Regions from separate parts of the Oryctolagus cuniculus genome. Here region 2 is linked to region 1. A link is a contact called in public Hi-C data. All regions are on one chromosome and are shown on one strand. Each heading gives the region's core, a stretch centred on a gene start, on an enhancer-like site or on the middle of the called end of the contact. The rest is flanking DNA. Distances are from core to core; before and after follow the strand shown.

What was found. A called contact is a pair of places that touch in the nucleus more often than the background predicts.
Region 2: a Hi-C map of embryonic fibroblasts shows a contact between it and region 1, with 2.6 times the contacts expected there. The contact joins two enhancer-like sites. A contact is called at or near these places in 3 of 6 Hi-C or Micro-C datasets (embryonic fibroblasts, psoas muscle and an unstated tissue).

The regions. Positions count from the first base shown.
Region 1 is chr6:44,326,394-44,332,573 of mOryCun1.1, reverse strand. CYFIP2 (cytoplasmic FMR1 interacting protein 2) reads right to left here. Exons shown (of 32, transcript XM_008255326.4): 25 at 2,605-2,748; 26 at 1,359-1,449; 27 at 387-517. Among named protein-coding and RNA genes, the nearest start is that of FNDC9, 7.8 kb to the right of the region's middle. Within about 2 kb of position 3,368, at least 1 of the 8 cell types and tissues checked has an H3K27ac peak or open chromatin away from gene starts, as enhancers often do.
Region 2 is chr6:44,563,483-44,569,662 of mOryCun1.1, reverse strand. It overlaps SOX30 (SRY-box transcription factor 30), which reads left to right. Exons shown (of 4, transcript XM_051843562.2): 4 at 1-476. Among named protein-coding and RNA genes, the nearest start is that of ADAM19, 50 kb to the right of the region's middle. Within about 2 kb of position 3,577, at least 1 of the 8 cell types and tissues checked has an H3K27ac peak or open chromatin away from gene starts, as enhancers often do.

The DNA of each region.
Region 1 (6,180 bases), core at 2,119-4,618:
AGACCACACCAGCTGCTGCTTCAGGCTCCGCTCTCATCCCCCATAGCACATGCTGTCGTGGCAAACACATCAGTTCTGTGTCAAGATGCACAGGGCGCGAGGCGGGGACTGGCTGCTGCAACCCCTCCTAGTACCATGCGCTACCCGTGGTAGCCAATCAGTGGTGACGTTCACTGCGTGAAAAGGTGGATGACTGCACTCAGGCCTAGTACAGCTAGTGAGTGCGGTGCAGGACTGGAATCCAGGCCGTCTGACTCCACGGCCAGAGGGCTGGGAAAGAGGGGACGGGAGAGCACACTCCCAGGCCTCAGGGCCTTAGCACCAAATGCAGGGGCGGGCGCACACCCAGCGTGGAGACCCCCGCTGGCACCGGGCTCAGGACTCACCAGCGCCTGTTCTATGAGGAGGCAGAACAGGATGGCGTTGCCCACTTCCCTCAGGCTCTGGAAGACGTCTGTTTTCAGCTCTGCATACTCAATGATGTCCTTCAGCTGGTGGTGGAAGAACTCCAGGATCCCTGCGAGAGGAAGGGGATGGTCCAGCGCAGCCGAACACTGCCCACCCGCTAGGGTTTATGGGACGTGCTGACGGAGCAGCAGCCCCAGACCTGACTCTAGGATGGCGAGACCCAAGCCGCGCAGCCCTCTCTGTAGGGGCCAGTGCTGGAAAAAGCTCAGAAGGCTGGCTCAGGGCTTTGATCAAACAAAACCACACAGCACCCACCGCATCTGTGGACCTCCCTCAGTCCTTCTAAAAATCGATTTAGTGTCTATTTAAAGGCAGCGGATGCTTGCTAAACAACTGCCCTGCAATATCCGACTCAATCCACAAACTAGATGCTACTATGCCTGTTTTCACGTGGGGCTCAGAGAGGGTAAGTGGCATGCCCGTAGTCACACAGCTCATGAGTGGGCAGCTAGGATTCAGTAACAGAGCTTTCTGCCTCATCTCCTTCCTATCATACCGAGCCAGCACCTGACATCTTGCTTTTTTGGAAAAACACATTTTCTGACTGCCTTTTTGCTCAGTCACCTTAGCTTACTTGGCACAGTGGCCTGGGACAACTGTGTCTAACTGAGCAAATGCAGGAAAGCGCTCCGAGACAAGCTAATGCAGACTCCAGCAAGTCCATCTTCCAGTGCGTCCATCACATGGGCTGCAGTCCTGGGAGGCGGGCATGGGAGATGGTCTTGCTTAGAGGAACTGCAAAGGGTTCCAGGTTATCTGGCCAGGGGTGGGATGCAGAGCCAGTGCTCTCCTTCCTCACTGCCTGGTGAGAGGGGCAAATATTCCAGGTTGTGTGGCCAGAGCTCCCCTCCCCTCCACGGGTGCAGGTGGACTACGTTCCTATCACCCACCTGGAGAGCCGTACTCGTGCCGGGGCAAGCGGCATATCTTGGGCATCACCTCTATCAGAGTTTTCACATACTGGAGGATGGTCCCTTGGAGCTGCCAAAGGAAGAATAGTGATGAGCAAGGGAAACATTGTTGCAGTACACAGCCAGCGTCTCCAGGATGCCAGGGCAGGGGTATGCAGGCTCTGCTGAAACATCCCAGTACAGCCCTGCCCCCTGCAAGGAGGGAGCAGGGAAGGCGGGGGACAGTCCCACTGATCTTTACCAGGGAAAACGGGCCTCCGTAGGACAGAAAGGGCAGCTCTCACTACTCTCCCAGACTTACACACTTCAAGAGCCGCACATTTCTAGGCATGGGGTCCTTCCTGGGGTTGCGGATGCTTATGTGAGATACAGACTAAGAGCTCAAAGGAAATAGGGCCAGGATCCCTGGGAATTTAGAGACATTATGTAATTTAAGCATGGAAAATGCATGGCACATTCATTCCTCCTACATCCACAGCAGACACCTTTAATCAATTATCATGTTTTCCCTTTTAAATCTGGATTTAGCTTCACAATCCTTAATGGTCCATGGCTCCACATAGCTGCTGCCAAAGAACCAGAGTTTGTGGATGAATTCTATTTGCTATTCCTCTGCCTTGGTTAGACACTACCTTGTTTATTTCTCTTTTGTCATCTGGAATTTTCAAGAAAGTCTTGTTGAAAGGTTCTGGCTTTGCTTCAGCAGTCTTGGAGTGAATTAAATGAAGGTTCAGTTGAGCATGCTTTGGGCAGATACACCATGGTGGTACAGGGACAGAGAACTCCCTTGAAGTACTGCAGTACAGGTGGTAGTGATTTAGCAAGAACTCCCAAGGGGAAGGAGTGTGGTGATTGATTAGAGATGTCTGCCATGGGTATGGGCGTGGAAGATGGCAGCACATCTGTCATGGATTTGCCATGCTCAAATTAGATAATGCAGCACAAGTGAGGAGCATGAGGAGTCAGCAACAGGTGTTGAAGGTCAAAATCAGGATTGCTGAGTTCACTCATCAAAAATAAGTCAGGGTCCAGAAAAGGGCGACAAAGCCACAGCTCAAAGGGTACACAGCAATGTAGCAGAAGGATGGTTAAGGACAATCGAGGGATACAGGAGTGGACTCCCTGTGTGATTTATAGAGGCAGAGCTGGGATGTGCTTTCACAGGCCAAAAGAGCCAAACTTACTCAAGTCAACCCCGCTCGGGCACATCCCAAGCCTTACTCACCAAGCTCTTGACGATCTTCAGCAGCTCCTCCATGACCACGGCAATGCCCTGGTAACCCAGCAGTCTGCAGATAGTCTTGAAGTGCGGGGGCCCCACGAAGTTCCTGTAGGAGCTGTAGATGTGGCTGTAGGCAATGTTGAGGGGCTGGAAAACAGGTGAGGGAACACAGGCTCAGGGTGGTGAGTCACCTGCTCAGGGTCACACAGTGGGTAGACAACTGAGCTCTGATCTGAACCAGGTATGGCCAATTCCAAGACCCATGGTCTTAACCTGTTCCATAACTGTGACCTTCAGAAGTCGAATTCTTACATAAACCATAGTCAGTTTTCAGATAAAGTTTCATTTCAAAAACTTAGTTCTGAGTATAGTTTTCCTACCTGGAATTGTAAAAATCTTGTGCATGAACATGAAAATGAGGGAAAACCACCTCTGATATTCTATTAGCTGCAATTCTCTGTGAGTTGGCTAATGAGAAATTTTATACAACTTCAATAGGTCTACGGTGATGCTTTGGAGGAATGAGAGATTCTAGAATCCCTCTATAGTCATCAAGAGAAAATTTATAGTCTAATTTTTGAGTTTTCTTTTTACTATACACAAATCTAAACTTCACGAGCTTCACGATAATAGTACCCTCTAGTAACAAGGAGACACAAAGTAGTTCCCGCTACTAACAAGTTCGTGAAGAACTGCACACCCACTCATTCACCAGGCTGGATAATGGTTCACTGGGTAAGCTCACACCCACCTACCAGGAGGCTTGCAGCGTGACAAAGAGCAGGCTTCTGTACTCAACACTGAGAAGCTACCAGAGTAAACCCTGCCTGAGCCATGGAGAGGGACAAGTGTTATGTAGTTTATAGACATATGAGCCAGGAATGGTCTCTGGAGAGAAGTGTACCTAACTTCAAACGTGGTGTTCACTGACAGTGACGGTCAGCAAAGCCTGTACGTATAGGAACTGCTGACTGTGATTTAGCCAAACATGGGATGAGACCATGCGACGGTGTGTGTCTGTTGTTTCTGTCGTCCACTCTATGGTCCTTCTGTGAAATTAGCCTGACACAGAACATTTCACCACAGGTAATTAGACCTCAATAAAAAAGGAAAAAAAAAAAAAAAAAACACTGGGTTGCATCATAGCCTACTTTTCTGCCCAGAATTATTTTCAGAGATGTAAAAGCAGAGCGAGCCATGCTGTGCACTCTCTCCTGAAAGAGGTGGCAGCTGGAGTCTGCACAGACATCAGCAGATGATGACCTGGGGTGCTCTGACTCAGCTTGTGCACTGGACCAACAGCCTTCTTGTTCCCACTTACACTGAGGACTCAGCCTCTCTGAACCCAGGAGAGCTCACGTCATACTCTCCTTTGTCCACTTGTCAAAAATCCCATGAAAGGCATTTTTGAGTAGCAGCGAGCTGTCGTATAGGTAACTTGGAGGGACCGAGATCCAGGAACAAGTCCATAAGCTGTACTACATTAGATGCCCTTGGGCAAATTACCTAAACTCTCTGAGCCTTGGTTTCCATGATGTAAACATAATACCCGATGCAACAGGATTGCTGCAGGTTTAAATGAGACAGCATGCATAAAGCAGCTGGCACGGTGCTGGGCACACTGAGGTAACAGCCATGAATATATCATGTTTGATACAGTGGTAAATAAAAGCTGGGAAAAATCCAGCTTCCTGGTCAAGTTTGCCCTCTCGGCTTTGCCAGCGGCTGTGATTCTATGAATATCGCTAAGTGTGAGGGAAAAATCTTAGACAACACAGTCAGTCAGTATCCGACAGGGGCATGGCAGAGGTCAGAGCAGGGGCCAGCTGATGGAATGCACCCAAAACTGTAGACTGTGCTCAATACAAAAAAATTACAAAAATGGGAGTTTCTAATGACAGCCTGTGTGCTGGGTACATTCTCTACTGCAAGCGTCCAGGTGGAGAGGTGAGAAACACCACGTAAGGCTGTTAACAGGGAACCTGCCGCCTACGGTCCTGCCCAGGATCGCAGGATGGATCAGAGGAGCTCCGATGCCCCCTGTGGACACTTGAGCTCTGGGCATTTTCCCCGCATGCTCGGCCTTCCTAGCATTCCCCTTGGCCTTGCCCCCTACCCAAGGGCTTCTAGAGTCAAGTCTCCCCAGAATTTCCTGGCAAGCACAGATACTTGTGAACATACACTCAGACATACAAAAACTGTTCAGCAGGCCATCCTAGTTCTAGGCACAGGAGAATAATTTTGGAATTGTTTTGCCACACGAGAGCTTTAAGAATCCCAGCACAGAACCATCTGGTGTGCTGGGGAGGCCTCTGGCTCCCACTTGTCATCAGTCCTGGCCTTCAGTCTGGACTGGAAGCTTAGGCCTTGGTTGCTGGTCTGTGCTGTGTTTCTTGCAGGAAGGACCAGCACGAACTGAGCAGAATTCAAATTCTTCTTCTAAATAAACACGCCCCGCCCCCAGCCCTGGAAAGCCCCCAATACGTCACACACATGCAAGAGGAAACACACGCATGCTGAGAAGTCATGCACACACACCCCCGCAGGGCACCCGTCTGACCTGCTGGCTCAATAGGAGGCTGGGCCCTATTGAGAAAATGTGGGAATAGGGGAGCCTGGGCATTTTCTGAGGTTTGGCAGAGAAAAACAGGAAGGCAACATGACTTGAGACACTGGACACTTGCCACAAATCTCACACCCTGAAGCAACTCTGCTCACTGACTCACGTGACAACCAGCAGTGAGCGGGAAACTAATTATTTGGTCAATCTGTTTACCGTTGCACATTTAAAATCAAGCTTGCTTACGTCCACACCACACCAAATAGATAACTTCCTGAGACCTCAAGAAATAAATAATCCTGAATCAGGAATCAAAGCTGTATTATTACTGTGACATTGATCTTTGCTTTTTTTAAGGAAGCAAAATAATGTTTTACACTTGATCTTAGAAAGCTGAGAAGTGATGCAAAATAATATTTTAAGGGTAGGACATGATCTGGTAGATCCTAACCACTGTAATATTATTTGGAGATGAACTTTTTTAAAAATTGAGGCAAAATTACATACTATGAAATGGATCATTTGAACTGTCTTTCTCTGCTGTATGCGGACTTCTACTCATCAGGCCTCTCTCTGACTGGATGGTAAGTGCGGCCAGCCACCACACACAGCCTCGTGTTTTTGGCAAACCAAATTTGTGAGCAATTTGCATCTCTGCTCTCTGGAACCACAAGTGCTGTTTTCAGAGATCCCAAGAGGAATTAAAACCATTCCTAGTTTCCTGTTTTTATTACAATGTCTCTAATGAACTCCACCAGCCCACAAACACAAACACAGCTCTCTAACTTGGCTGAGTGAGCTGTGACCCAGCTCTCTAAACACTGCAGGTAAATGAAGAGCGGGGTGAATGAAAACAATAGTGCCACTGTCCTTGGCGGGAAGGTCACAGCGAGGTGCTCACAGCTTGGGAAAACTGCAGAGGTGTCTGTCCCTTCTGGACACGGGGTGAGCCACAGGGCTGGGTCTCCAACCTCTGGGGCCTTCTTGGCCTTCTCCGCTCACACTTACTCTAGTGATCT
Region 2 (6,180 bases), core at 2,328-4,827, 240 kb before region 1:
TATTTTTATGGCTGAAATTTACATCAACATGTATTATCTTTATCTTGGCATGCCAGCTATAAAATATGGAAGCTTCACAACTGTATGTGTGTGGAAAGGGAATATGTATATACACACACACATATATACAATTATATGTATGTATCTGGCATGACAAGTATGAATTTTTATTTTATCTCAGGATACATTTGTTTATTTTTTGTTTAGTATTTATGTGATGTCTGTGGATGTTGTCAGTTTTTATGTAACATTTTGAAAATGTTCTGATAATTTTTAGTAGTGAACTGGAACTCAGTTACTAAATTTAATTTATAGAATAAACAATTATAGGTTGCAAATGTCTTTTAATGGCAAATGGCTAATTCCTTCAGATAAATTTAGTCATTTCTGTTCCTAAACATTTTTATAATTTTTCAATATCTTTTCCATTTGGTATTCATTGTTCTATTTTGTCATAATTAAAAAAATAGACAAAATTATTCTTGTTGGATGTTTTTTGTTTGGGGGATAGAAATAAGCACCATTAGTATTGTTCATTTAAGGTAATTTTCCATACTATATACATATATTTATTTTTACTTAATAGCCTTCAGAATTGCATGGATCCTTAACTTTGCATGAGACTTCAGCTTGTATCAACAAAAATGTGCACACATTCTGATGCTACTTCCAAACTCTACATGTGTGTAAATGTGACTTAAATACTCCCCAGAATGGAAGAGCTCTTTCAGATCTGGGTCAAGCAACTATCTTGAAAACCATGGAATTTTTTTTTAAAGATTTATTTTATTTATTTGAACGACAGAGTTACAGAGAGAGGTAGAGACAGAGAGAGGGATCTTCCATCCCTTGGTTCACTCCCCAGATGGCTGCAACAGCAGAAGCTGTGCTGATCTGAAGCCAGGAGCCAGGAGCTGCTTCTGGGTCTCCCACATGGGTGCAGGGGCCCAAGAACTCGGGCCATCTTCTACTGCTTTCTCACGCCATAGCAGAGAGCTAGATTGGAAGAGGAGAAGCCGGGACTCGAACTGGCACCCGTATGGGATGCTGGCACTTCAGGCCAGGGCGTTAACCCACTGCGCCACAGTGCCAGCCCCTCTGATCATTTCTTCTTTGCTGGGACCCTGAAAATTCTTTACATCTAGTTCTTCACAAAAGAACAAATACATTATTGGGAACTGTAGTCACCCCACTGTTCTGTAGAACACTAGAACTTACATGGTGCTGGCCCCACCATGGAATATTTTTAATAGCATGTGGAATTTAATTCACAGAGAATAAAAAAATCTCAATTCTTGGTGCCCAGTTATAGAAAGAGGAGACCTTTTTAGAACAGAATGAGGACCACATGAGTTGGAATATCATGGCAAAACACAGACAGATAAGGCATATAGTGAAGTCATGATGGGAAACAGCAAGAAATCAATACACTTTTTCTCAGTGATCTGCATAACTTTTGCAAATGAAGATTTTATTACTGAAAACTCTTGAAATTTGTATATAGAAACCTGTTTTCAGCTTCCAATTTCTTTTACCAAACCTGCGCTTATTTTTTTAAACAAAGGTTGTTAATATAATATATACTTCATGAACCCAATACTTACTGTATTTACCATTTTCTCCCCCAGTAAAATTTATTTTTGTATTTTTATTCTTTATTATTTTGCACAATACCATTTTGATGTGGTTAAAGAGCGAAAGTTGAATTTCTTGGTTGATAGAGGGCAAACATTGTTACTTCACATGTAAACTAAAGCACCATTGGGTTATCCATATGTTTGATGTTTTTGCTATGAAGAAATGTAAGCAATAATTTGACCCATTTGATTCATTCTTCTTTTAATAGCACCTTTGTGACTAAACTTGGTTTTTATCATAGACTTTATTCCTATAGACAGATTGGTTGGGGGATGGTACAGAACAGAGTTCAGTATTTCCTAACTACTTGTCTTCCTTCCTTCCTCTGGTGCCTTCTTTTCTTTCAGATTGTGCAACTCTTTTGGGGGGGGGGATTTATTTGTTTATTTGAAAGATAGAGTTACAGAGGAAGAAGGAGAAACATTGTCTTCCATCTGCTGATTCACTCCCCAGAGGGCTGCAATGGTCAGGCAGAAGCCAGGAGCCATGGTCTCCCATGTGAGTGGCAGGGCTGAATCACTTGGGCCATCTTCTGCTGCCTTCTGAGATGTATCAGCAGGGAGCTGGATTAGAAGTGGAGCAACTAGGCCATGGACCAGTGCCCACTTGGGATACCAACATCACAGGCAGCAGTATTATCTGCTACGCCACAATGCTGGACCCTGCAACTCTTTTATTCTTTTTCTACTTCTTCCTTAGTGTTGAGATCATATGCCAGAAGTTTCAATTGTTTACATATCTACACTAGAATTTAGGTCGGGAAATCTGAGTATCCCTTATTTAGAAAAGTACCCAGCTGCAGATATGCATGCCTGACTGCAAATGCTTGTATCTGCTTATTTATAGCTCTGCAAACTACTGACTAGAGATCTACAGACTAAACAAAGGCCTGTCCCATTGGCAGTAATTCATCCACCTCTCCAAGTGATCAAAGTGAAATTCTCTAAGCTGCTTTCTAATAGGTCTTGCCTTGTTTGTTCTTATGAATTGGAGGTAATGACATTTGCTGTAAGAGTAGTCTCAAAATATGTTGAAATGTCAGTACGTTTAGAATGACAAATGGTTCTGTGCTTTGGTCAAAGCTGGCCATTTGCAAATGAAAAGTTTCACTGCAAATAGACTGAAAATAGATTTGGTCTTTCACGTTGCTGAGTTAGCAAGTTTAGAAAGGCAAGAAAGTGTGGTTCTCTACATATGTTAGAAGCCAAAGCCTTTTAGATATTCTGACAAAGTTTGGTCAAATAATTGTTTGGAAACACATGTCATGACCCCACCTTGGAGTATATCAGTGTATATTGTCATTGTAATGACTCAAAAGTCTTGCAGTAAAGAAAGAAATTGAACCCTGTTTTATCTTAGTGTTTTGGAACTTCATAACATGTATGCCACAACATTACCCCATTCCCATTTTTGGTGACATAATGCCTACTAACACATCAGAGAAAACAATTAGGGAAATGCTGGTGGCTTTGGTGTTTAAATCGTTGACTTCACTTATGGTTTTCAGCATTGGCCATCTCAAACCTGTCAATGAAAGAAAGTTGTGCCTGAATGAACTGTTTTCTGCATTAAGTAATAGTCATAAAGGATGGAAGAATTGAACCTTACAAATGTTGCAAATTGCCATTGGCTATTAAACTGTTTTTTTTTATTAATGAAAGTTGATATTATACCCAAGAATTCAAGTAGGCAAATGTGCCACATACTCACACAAGTATATTTTTCACCATATCAACCAGCTATTTGTAGGATTATTCGTGAGCCAAAATTATGAGCTGCTTTTGAAAGTTGTAGTGGGAATAGTTGGAACTGATTTTAAAATGAAGTTCTGGGGATTCTCTGAACTATTTCTGATATTTGAAAGTAGTTTAATGTGGGTGGAGTAACTCTGAAATTTTTTTTGTTCTGCATTTTGAAACAGATTCTGTTGAGACATCCTTTTTTAGCTTTCTGAATCATCTTCACATTTTAGGATTTAAGAGAAATTCCAAAGGCATCACTGTAAAGCTATCTGAAACAAGTGTTGAAGGCTTTACAATTTTATCTAATTCTATTTAGTGAAAAATTCCGTATCCTTTGATTTACTTTTTCTCTTTATGGTCTGCATTCTCATGGTCTGATCCAACCTTTCAAGTCTCCTTTGTGATGAGTTTAGCACAAATTTTAGTAAAATTTTCCTTAAATAATATTTGCAAGCAAAGGGGTAAAATGGGGAAAGGCTGCTTGCTACACCCTTATATCTGGCTCCTTCCTTGAAACCACATTAAGGAAATATCTTATTTCTAAACAAAACAAGAATAAAAAACAAAACGAAAGAAAATGAACAATATCTTACCTGTATTCTCTTTCAAAGGAAGAACTTTAGAAAGCTAAGTTTTTACATGCGCTTCCTACAATATGTTCTGTAGAGGCTGGCAACCCCTTCTAGAGCATGTCTTTTCTTTGAAGCCATATGTAATTACACAAGTTCTAAGTGATGGAAAGGTGTAATGTAACGAATTACCCAGGTCCTGATTTTCCCAGGACAGAGGGGAGGGAGTTACAGGAGGTGGGATTTTTAGTGCCAAAATTGAGAAACTCCTGGGCAAACATGGACAAGTTGGCCACCCTATTGAATAAAATGAATACTGAATTATCCAGGCAGCTGGAAATGGCAAATTGTGCTATGCAGATGTAAAATTTGAAATTGCCAAGTCTCTTTCTCCAAGAAAGATTATAAGTAAATTTGTATGGAGCATACAGAGGAAGGCTTGGGATAGGATTCAGGAAGTATAGAGAATGGAGAGGTCCTACTAGAGACCTGGCAGTATGTAACTATTAATACCTGGGGTTCTTTTATCAGAAAACTTGTTTACTTATTTACTTCCAAGTTTACTTGGAAGCTTAGAAATACTTTGCTTACAAACCAGAGAGAGTGAATGTTTTATTAGAGGAGTGTTAGCCTAGAGTTTTTAGCACAATACAAAGCTGGGCTGCTTTGACACAGATAATGTCCCAAGTCAAGTTTTAGACTCTGAGACACTATCTTTGGCAGTGTATTTCAAGGTTCCACTTCTAACAAAATGAACTCGGGTGCTGGATAAAAATACAGCCATTCCTGAGATGTATAGAATCAGAATTTCTTCAACTAGACCCTAGGAATCTTCATTTTTAATAAGCTTTTCAGGTGATTCTTAAGCACACTTACCATTGATACTATTTAACCTGAGACTTATTTTCAAGTTTTATTTGTTATGAAAATAACAAAACCATGTTGAAAGGAACTTATAGAGGAGAAAAAAAATTTAATCTATCTAATATTGTTTTTATGACATTCTTTCCAATATTTGACCATGTACTCACACATTTTTTGCATAACTATAATAACATAAATACAGTTTGCTCAACAGGTTAATATGAGCATCATATAGCTTCAGGCAGTTAGACAAAATAATCATATGAAAGGATTGGAATTACAGTTTCTTTAAAACATCTCAATAATCTGTCTTAGTAGATTTCAATGTTGTGAAATCAGAGAGAACTCTTACACATGGAGGGAGATTTTTTTCTCTAAGCACTCATTGTTTCTGGGATATGATGGTTTTGAAGTCACTGTTGGGCTGAAGTCATTTCCGTTCTGAGAACTGAATAGCTAGGGGGTAGGCAGATATTCCAAGATGATTTTGGGTGTCAATATGGAGGATGAGGAGCAGAGCTTGTGGAAGGAAGAGTGCTACCAAATGGATCATACTGTGCTCCCTTTCTAGACAATCTGCTTTAGGACTTCCCCTGACTAATTGTGCTGATTCTTCAGGTTTCAGGTCAGGTATCTGCTTCTTATCTCCCAGTGACTACTTTCCTTTTTTTTGGAGGGGGTGGGCAGTAATAGAACCCTAAATTTCTAGCTATGTGCATCGTGCATGGCAAATCTGAATAGAGACTTTATTTCATCTGTTGATTGGAGTTACATGTACAAGTTCCAGAAAAATGTCCTTCAAGGGGGAAGTTGTGCTCTTGTTTGCCCCTTTGTCCTTTCCTACTCACAGGGATTTTTTTTAAGATTTATTTATTTGAAAGTCAGAGTTACACAGAGAGAAGGAGAAGCAGAGAGAGAGGTCTTCCATCCACTGGTTCACTCCCAGTTGGCCACAATGGCTGGAGCTGCACCAATTCAAAGCCAGGAGCCAGGAGCTTCCTCCAGGTCTTCCCACATGGGTGCAGGGGCCCAAGCACTTAGGCCATCTTCCACTGCTTTCCCAGGCCATGGCAGAGAGCTGGATTGGAAGTCGAGCAACAGGGACTCAAACTGGTGCTCATATGGGATGCTGGCACTGCAGGCGGTGGTTTTACCTGCCACGCCACAGTGCTGGCCCCTCACAGGGATTTAGGAGTAATAGCTGGAATCTGAGCAATCATCTTGGATCATGTCAGTCTTATGCTGAAGATGGTAGAAAAATAAGACAGGATCACTATATTGACACTGGCTTTCTTTCCTCAAGAGTTTGAGTGAAGAATAAATGTCTGTTGTTTCATCCACTATGATTTTGTATCCTGTGGCACGTG